Linked DNA regions of Bombyx mori: region 1 is linked to region 2. The links are chromatin contacts, called in public Hi-C maps. All regions are on one chromosome and are shown on one strand. Each heading gives the region's core, a stretch centred on a gene start, on an enhancer-like site or on the middle of the called end of the contact. The rest is flanking DNA. Distances are from core to core; before and after follow the strand shown.

The links. Hi-C and Micro-C count contacts between places; a contact is called where the count stands out from the background.
Region 1: a contact with region 2 is called in a Hi-C map of posterior silk gland, with 1.5 times the contacts expected there. The contact joins two enhancer-like sites. A contact is called at or near these places in 2 of 7 Hi-C or Micro-C datasets (posterior silk gland and whole pupa).

The regions. Positions count from the first base shown.
Region 1 is chr11:18,731,982-18,737,205 of ASM3026992v2, reverse strand. All of the region lies in intron 3 of LOC134199745 (a long non-coding RNA gene), which reads right to left. Among protein-coding and RNA genes, the nearest start is that of LOC134199746, 62 kb to the left of the region's middle. Within about 2 kb of position 3,430, at least 1 of the 8 cell types and tissues checked has open chromatin away from gene starts, as enhancers often do.
Region 2 is chr11:18,681,120-18,685,960 of ASM3026992v2, reverse strand. The region is part of intron 2 of LOC134199745 (a long non-coding RNA gene); the gene reads right to left. Among protein-coding and RNA genes, the nearest start is that of LOC134199745, 39 kb to the right of the region's middle. Within about 2 kb of position 3,415, at least 5 of the 8 cell types and tissues checked have open chromatin away from gene starts, as enhancers often do.

The sequences.
Region 1 (5,224 bases), core at 2,181-4,680, 51 kb before region 2:
GTGAACATGAGCTATTCTGGGGACAGAACGAAATCGCTGCCCAGTGGAGGCTTTATACCTTTTTTTTATCCTACCTATGCTCATAGCCTGGGGAGGCTATATCAGCGTTACACTAGCGTGTAGGTGAGCTCTCGGGGCTCAAACCGGAGGTGTTCTAACACTGGCCCTAGCAAGAGCAGTACTTCGCAGATTCTAACACCGAATCGGAAACGCGACGCACTGAGAAGATCCGACGAGAAACTCAGTGGGCTGCTTTATACCATGTAGAAACAACGGCACAGTTAATAAAAGCTGGAAGATTTAAATTCAACTATGCGACAATGAAAAAGAATAATATGTTTCCGTTTAAAACTAATTACGTGTTCTTAAATCAAATTTATCTTTATTACAATCAGTTTAGTATTCGGACGTGGCAACAGCGACGTGACACTTCCTTTAACAATTTATTCAAGTTTTTATTCCAGAGTTTCACGAAATCGATCATCGGACACAAGATAACGTGGTCGGGTTCAAAAAGAAAAAAAAACTGGCTGCATTTTTGTTATCGCCGTAAAGCCTACGATTTCGGTGCACCGGACTCGAGAAGCGGTTTTTCGTTGATGAACAACTTTTATGGCTTTTTTCATTCATTCCCGTTCTGGGAAAGGCGGCTTTTTGGCGCCCGGTAAGATCTCACATTGGATTTTTTTTTGTTGCCGAATAAAAAAGTTAGCGCTATCTTTGTATGAACGAACGTCGAGATAATTATTGGGAACCGACCCGTTCTTTATTTTTTTTTTCGATCAAAATAACTGACCCAAGCTCTTTTGCGTAAAGATAAATGAAGGAGAAGCCTACGCGCTTCGTTTGGAGACCGGCGGCTTGCTACATGATTATCAGACTTTTGTAATTGTGATCTTTGACAGCTGAAGAGGCAATGTACCTTTAAAGTTTGGCGTGTCGATCAGTATTCTGTGATCATTAAGGTAGATATATTTTTAATACATATGCATTTTATGATGTTTATATTATTTTATTGACGAATGAACGCCCTTACTGCCCACTTGGTGATAAGCGGTTGTAATATATTGCTACTTCGCAGTAGAAATAGACAGGGTAGTGGTACCAACCGTGCGGGCTAACAAAATGCTCTGCTACCAGTAATTACATCAATTATATTTTTACATAGGCCTCTCCCAATCTACACCACTGAGCCCGGTCTGCGGCTCTCCTCATCCACTTCTTGCCGGCCACCGTGCGGAGGTCATCATATTATTATTATTATTTCATACCCAACGCTTGAACATAAGACAACAAAAATCATATTCGAAAATGCACAGCATAAACGTGGAATGCATAAACCGTAGATAAACAATAGAACTTTTATTATTCACGAACAAAAAGACATTCGTACCGAGAAGACAATTTGACTATACATCGAAGAACAAAACCATTTTGTCTATTGTCGAAGAAACTATTATTTGATCTATGAATTGTTGAAGTACGGGTGGCACACTGGACGAAAGAATACATCGGTTTTTGTCTCATAGCCTTTGTGGGAGATATCATTTATGAGACTTCTCTTTTTAATGGAGGGCAGATGTTACTCAAGGTGCGAGGTAAGGTGGACTCAGAGGTCCGTATTCACATTCCGTGCCAGTAATTGACAACACCTGCCGTGTTCGGAGTCCGTCACTGTTTGTACCTGTCGGAGATTAGGCGACTCGAATTTGATTTAAACTCAATTTAATGATTCGAATCGCTTTAAAAATTCGAGAGGGTTCGCAATTATTTTCCTTATCGTCCGTCGCTTTTCGTCGACAATTATTATCGTGTACGGTATTTAAAAAGTGCAACGGTTCTCAAACTTATTTCTCCCTCAAACGTTATGGAGGACATTATTAATAAAAAAAATATATTTTTTTATTGCTTAGATGGGTGGAAAGCTCGCAGCACACCTGGTGTTAAGTGGTTACTGGAGCCCATGGACATCTACAACGTAAATGCGCCACCCACCTTGAGATATAAGGTCTCAGTATAGTTACAACGGCTGCCCCACCCTTCAAACCGAAACGCATTACTGCTTCACGGCAGAAATAGGTGGGGTGGTGGTACCTACCCGTGCGGACTCACAAGAGTAAAAATCACCACCAGTAAAAATCCCCCTCAAATTAAAATAATGCAAGAATTAGAATTGATTATATTCGAATCGCTCATAGGGCGCGCACAGGACGAGTTCTATCAACGAAGGTTTCCTCATTAAAATAATCTGATTAATGAATCAACTTTAACTGAAGGTTTATTTTTTTTTCTCTCTCACATATTAACCATAAGACGCCTTCGTGCTACTTCCGAACAGGTGAGACCAGGATACCACCGGTCGTTATCATAAATTCACCCCCTCCCCCCTTCTATTCCCGTAATAAGTCCTTAAACATTTGTTAATGTCCCCGAATGGTTATTTAATGTGATCCTTGTGTTTTTTGTATATCTGCCTGTACAAGGGCATGGGGTATGCGCTGGTTACTGTTGCAGGTGCATACTTTAATGGGCACTTGTCTAAAAATAGATAGTGGATTGTTGTATTATGATGGTTGGTCCATGCAGGTTGTTATAAACTAAACGAACCAGATGAAAAGCACATTTAGATATTCAAGTTGTTTCATTTATTTCGTTTTTTAATTAAAGTCACCATTGTGCACGGAGCCTAAGGCGGCTGTCGCCCATATAATTAACAATGTAAACTGGCTGCTTGCGGTTGGTTCTTTCTCGTGAGCATACGCCCATAAGCAAAATTGTTTTTAGGACATATATTGTTAATTATTATTAACGAACAGAGAAGCAAAGTTCTAGTACTGAGCAGCTACCAAAGTAATTAGATACAATGTAAAGCGCTGGATTGATCAAGTGAAAATACTTACTAAAGCCCCAGTTAACGATTGCGTGCACCAAGCTGCAGTCCGCGAATTATGGAAAACAGCAGTCAAGGTTTTAATAAGCAAGCATTCCACGTGGCCGCGACTGTTCTGCCAAGAGTAGCCGACTATGATGATGATAATGAAATTCTGCAGTTCAAATTGCGGTCAACTTCGGAATCAAATCTATCTAGCCGAAATTCATACTAATACTGCAGAGAGACGGTGAAAAATTACTAGCAGCGTGTAGACCGCACTCCAATATTTCCGGATTATCCGGAACATGAAAAAAGTAGTAGTAGGTAGTAGGCTACTACCAAGCAAATCCTCTGTCTAGAAGTAATTACGAAATGTTTTGATGTTCACGAAAACATTTGTCAATTTGTAATGGCAGGGGACGCGGACGTGTTAAATTGAATAACACGTAAAAGTAATGATTAGGCTCAGAACCCAAGACCAACCAACACACATTAATGAACACACAGTTCGTCACAGTTTTTATCATACAGTTTCGTATACGCGGACAAATCATACAAAGATAACATTTAATTTTCAAGAGTCTTGTGCACGTGCCCTTAGGTAATCAACCTTTCGTTCACGAACAATGTTATTAAGTACTCGACGGAATATTAATTAAACCGTTTGCCCAACACTTAAGATGCAAAATTGGATAACAAAAGAATTATAAAGCGCTCTATCAATATTGTTTCAAAATTAATGTTTGGTCAAAGAAATTCCTAATGTTTTATCGGACTTAATGGCTACGCAATAAGAGCCATAATCGTATAAAGTTCGTATTAAATTACAGTCTCCCGAGCCTGTTTCCTGCCGGATAATCATAAGTTTGGAAAGTGCACTACAAGCTGTAATTTTCTATAATTCCGGCGCCTTGTCTCTACTGAAAATAACGCCTTTAATTACATCGAATTCCACGTAATTATGTCAGTTAACGCACGTTAACTTTCAATTATGACAATTTGTGCTATCAAGAGACGGGCCCTTGAGTATTTGATATATCGTCTAGTTTTAGGGTTCGAATTTTTAGTGTGCATATTAAAAAGAAAGACTTTTTTTACGACGTGGGGTTATTTAAAGTATAAGACGAGTACTGTTTACTTAATATGAGAGTGATTTATACTAGCAGGATTTCTCGAATACGAGCCAAATCATCAAGAATGTTATTTCCTCGTGTCAAATGTCAAGAAGATCTCAGCTAAAAAAAGCGATTGTCGTTTGCATCAGTTTTTCTTAGTCCCGCATTTTATGAAAAATTTTCATAATATATTTATTATAATATGAAGCACTCCCGCATAACGCAATCCCATATTACAGTCTCGCTACGCTTGCATTTCAAAAAAATCTCTGGATGTAAGTAGTCTCGCAGTAAGGCACGATAAAACTAGGGAGAAAAAAAAAAAACCCGGAACTCAAGACGCAAACACATACATGTCTTCTAACATATAATTGTTTAGGTTGAAATTGAAACTAAACTTATAATTAAAGAAACGGATGCGCATCAAAATTCATTCGGTTTTAAAACATTAACTCATTTCATTTTATGTTAATCAAAGTGCTTGGTTTCAGATTAATGGCTGCCTACTATCTATCTATCTTACTTTTTTCGGTTCCAACCACAGTTTATTGTCTAGAACGATGCATTACGTTGCTATTACAGAAAATTAAATTATATTCTAAACTCAATAATGTTGTTAATGCAGACTAACAAAAAGCGCTAAATTAAATATTGCGGCTACGTCTTTGAGGAAGTTCAGAGTTAAGCTGCTTCCATTTATACAGATGAACAACTAAGAGAATAGGCGATCCATAGATCATAGAAACACACACTGTATTTCTATGATCTGTGAAGCGATCTGAAAAATGTTCAGCAAATTCCGAGTTTTTAATTCGCTAGCCAAAAACGAATATTATAGCCGTAAAAAACGCAACATCCGTCAATATAGCAATAACTCTTCCTCTTTAGCTTCTCCACCACTGAAAGACATTACTCTACATGTGTTATAGGAAACCAACAAAGAACAACAGAGCTCCGGGTTGACTATAACCTCATCGTTACCACCGGTGATCGAAGATCTATGTAGAAATGCGGCTGTGAACCAATTCTTGTTTATCGTGATTTACAAGGTCGTGCTTAGAATAGCCCTACTCCATCTCTTCCTGGAAGGTCGTGTTTAGAATAGGCATTCTCCATCTCTTCCTATAGCAAAACCTTTCGGAAAAGGTGATATAGGGATCTATCGCAGAATAGGCAGCGGCGTTCTCTGAGTATTAATTATACTGCAATGGCAAACTAGAGCTTACTACTTGGTCGT
Region 2 (4,841 bases), core at 2,166-4,665:
GTTAATACATAGATAGAGGTACGCGGCTAATTATGAAAACGAATACAATTTTAATTAAGCAGTAAAATCAACATTTCAGATGATGCGGGTACTTTGGTAAGCCCCAGGAGCGTTATGTGAATTTATTAAGCCATTTTAGTCTAGACTGGTTATATATACATAAATATATATGTAAATGAGGATCTCTGTGTTGTTTTGAAATTTAAATATACTACTTACGTTTAGTTTACACTGGAGGCCTATTTTGGGGTCTTGAATTTGTTGTTGAAGTTGAAGCAGTAATGCATTTCAATTTGAAGGGTGGGGCAGTCGTTGTAACTATACTGAAACTTCAAAAATTAAGATGGGTGGCGCATTTACGTTGTAGGTGTCTATGGGCTCCAATAACTACTTAACACCAGGTGGGCTGTGAGCTCGTCCATCCTTCTAAGCAATAAATAAAATAAAACATCAGTGCCACCACCTACCTTGAGACATGAGTTCTAAGGTCTCAGTTTATACAGTACAACGGCTGCTCCAGCCTTCAAACTGAAACGCATTACTGCTTCACGGCAGAAGCAGGCAGGGCGGTGGTACTACCCGGGCGACTAATAAGACGTCCTACCATCAGTAAGGCGGTAGGTAGGACGGCAGAGCTAAAATCGAAGAGCATTTTGGACGTTCGTTATTGAAATAACCAGTCTCTATTACCCAGTAATACTAAAAAGTAAACTATTGATGTGCGACATTTCATAAAAAAATGTGCTTTGCATATAGCTCGTGCATTTGTAAAGCTCTTCTGACTTCAATACTCGTGTTGACAGGCTTTTACAACTAAGTTTGTCTTTATAAGCGAAATTCAACAGCTTTACCAGGATTCGGAGTGATTGGCGGTCGACTATATTGGTCCGTAGAACAAATTGAACAAGACATGATTTTTGCATTATTTTTTTATCCATGAGTGCACGTCCACGGTCAAATCTAAAACAGATCAGCGATACAGAACAACCCAGTACCGAATGGCTATAACGGGTCTCATTCTCGAAAACCCTCACTGACGCCAGAACATTCTAGAAATAGAAATTACTAATAAAAATCTAATATTGTTGCAAAATTTACGGAAGAGTGATTCAATGGCTTTTTTTTTTAAAATGCGATTCTTTTTGGCAAACATGAAGTGGTTTGTTTTGTTGCAAACAATGTATTATAATACAATCTAATATTTAAACGGATAATTTCGCTAGACTTAGCAGTCAAATTCAGAAGGAATGAAATTAATTAAAGGATGTTAAATATCTAAAAGTAATAGGTATAAAATATCGTATCAAAGTATACAACAAATGAACCAGATATTCAACGCAATCAGAGGTTCAAAATATGTAATTATGGGCGAAACCTAATAATAGATAAGATATCTATTTTTTTTTATTTAATTTCATAAAACATCATATCGAACGATACTTTTATCGGCCGCCTATTTCCTACTAACCTATATACACCCACTTATCTTGAACCTTGAAGAAATAAATCGCTACTTAAAAAAAGAAAAATTGGCACGACACATCTAGTTTCACGAGCGGTGACATTGAAAATTTTTAATTCGTGAATCCATTCATTATTACGTTGGCGAATGAAGAAAGAATAAAAAATTCCGATTGTCGTCTGAATAATAATTTACGTTGATCGTTGCGGAAAAATACCGTTGTATTTCATTGGTTATTTCAGGTTCGCGATTGCGTAGTAGGAAACGTCGTGTAGTAATAATATGCGTAGGGAACGAACTAATAGCGTGGTAATGTTTTTGACATATTTTTTTATTTTAAATTATTCTGCTGGCATAAAATATGCTCCCATCTGCAACAATGATTGTATTTGAAAACATTTTATCATTCTATAAGTCGTTGCTTGTAACTTTGAGTAGTTTCTTGTAGTGGATTCGTCCAAAGGAAATGAAGAAATGAGTTATTGTAGATATTACAACGCTGCCTATTTTGGGCCACAAAGCATTTATAAAGTTGACATTTCGAGCCTATAACTATCATTTGGCCCTATCTACGAAAAAAATATCACACTCAAGAGAATTGCACATAAAACGCATTTATTGTTAATGGCGTTAAAATCAACCGTGTCTCACAAGTTGAGCATCCGTTCATTAACCCAACAGTACAGTACAAAGGCTGCACAGAACAGAATCAGAGTGGGTTTTCAAACGACCACATAAATTACACGAGTAAGGTACTTATACTACCGCTGCTGTTAAAATATATATATCCCTCAAGAAAATTTCTCCATTAATTTTATGTCAGAGTTCTAATGAAGTAAAGCATTGGCTTGTGCGGAAATTGCTTGGTTCGTTGGTTAGTTCTAAATATATTTACGAACCTAATTCCTGTTACAATCTGGTAAAGACTTTTACACCTGTCCGTTTATTCCACTAAGTAATTTTAAAATTTTATCAAACCAAATTGGACGTGATATGTTTTTAGCTAAGTTTTTTCCGATATTTTGTGTTTGCTCCGTTTAAATCGGTTGACAAATAAGCATAATAATATACAGAAATTTATTTATTAGTTTTGTAGTATTTATTAGCAAGACTTCTAGATTGTCGATTTAAATCCGGAACGGGTAACGAATTTGACTGGTTATTTTAATCAATCACTAAGCTTTGCGGCAAAACTAAAAAAGTAAATAAAATACCACTTAATTTATAAAAATATGTTTCAAAAACTACATTACTTACATATATACAAAAAGGATTTTATAAAGAGATTGTCGTTCCTACATAAAACATTTGAGTTAGTTCAGGTCAAAGATCTTACAACAGCGAAACCACCCACGTTACATCCTTTGACTTCCCTATTGGATTATGTGTAGGTTTCTTCGCCCTTTTGTAATGCAACACGAACCTTTAGCACAAACTATTAATGTACTTAAACGTCTAAAATTACGTGGATTGACTCATATTTTGCAACGCCCCGACTAAATATTTAAGACCTAAAAACCAAAGTTTGACAGCAAATTCCAGTTATAACACTGATAGAACCTGTCAAGATTTTTATTTTATATCTCATCACAAAAACGATGAATAAGGTAATGAAATGATAACCATCATACTTATTATACGACAAGTAAAAAAATACGTTATATAATACATATTAATTAAGAAGAAACAAAACAGAGGAATATGGTCATCAGATAATGCAAAGACAAATATTACTGACTTGGGTTAAGTTTTTTTTAAATATTCTAATAGATTAGAATCCCGATGTCTCTGAACCTCGTATTCAAATAACAGCTTAACTTAAATAAATAAAAAACTGACTCGAATTAATAATAAAATTTTAATCGCGTCGATTAATAGGACCATAGGATCAGCTGTAGCGCAGCATCGAAACCGAAAGTGTACCCGTAGGCGAGATAATGACGAGGCCGGCTGTGAGTCAGTCGGTTATTCCTGACATCCTGGCCCAATTACACGTTACAACGATTAAGGAGAAGCACGAGCAACGCGACGCGACGCTTGTACACTTTTAACCGGTTCGCGTAAACCGGCCATAAAACAAAAAAACAAAAAACCGGTATGTAGTAGACACATGGAAACTAGAATGTTAAAATGTTACAAATTTTCTTTAATTATTAGAATTAGTTTTATTAGAGATTATTTAGAGAAGCTGAGAGAAGTGCGCGTTTGGAATGGTATGGACATGTGATGAGACCAAATGAGTATGTGGTTTTTAAAAGTAGCATCGAGTAGTAAAAATCAAACCCTCAAAAATTATAATTTGCGTAATTACTGATGGTAGGACCTCTTGCGAGTCCGCACGGGTAGGTACTACCTGCTTATTTCTGCCGTGAAGCAGTAATGCGTTTCGGTTTGAATCTTCTTGATCTTTGAACTCATATCTCAAGGTAGGTAACTACTTAACACCAGGTGAGCTGTGAGGAGCTCATCCCCTCATCTGTGCAATAAAAAAAAATGGAATAACTTAAACTGGAAGGAATAGTAACTTCGTGTAATACAATAAAGATTCTACAAAGCACACTACTAGATGGGTACGATTACCCGTCTATTCACCGTGTACCCATTTGTTTCGGTTACAGGATCGAATTCTCAGTATGCGATTCTTTCAATACATTTGAGACTTCTTGTTTGAAGATGGTGACGCATTTACAGTACAGGAAGCGATTACTAAATTGTGACCAACTACGTTATTTAAACACTAATTTATATATCTGATTATTATTATTATTTTATTTTAATTACACGATATTCGAGTGACCTTTAACTAATAAGTAACGTAATTATGTGAGTTAATAAATTTTTCCTCAACCAAAACGGAATCCGATCAGAATAATGATCGACTCCCATAGTGATAATGTTTCGTCAAACAGTCGTTTTGAGGAAAATTAAATTTTAGTTTAAAACTAAACGTGGCCTTAACAACAAACACGTGGGACGCAGTGAAGACGATTTAACGAATCTTTATAGAGCATATCTCTGAGAATGCGGAATATGTGTGAATTGTTGAAATTCGACATAGCAACAAAGTTTATTTTTCACATTAAATAAAGCGACGGCCAATTCTGAATGGGATTTTATTTTAAATTGATTTAACATTTTTACATAATTCTTAATAAAACGTTCTTCAATATTTATTGATTTTTATTTACTGATGTGATATGAATTTAAGGATCATAGATGCAAATTTCTGACTATTGATCATTCAATTATTTTAATCAAAAATTTGTCAACTGTTTTAAGTCAAATCTCAGCCAGCTCTTATCAGAGAATCATTGGACAAGGGAATACTTTATCAGCCAAACTTAAAAGTTCCTTTTTCCTATGGGATAATTATATGGCA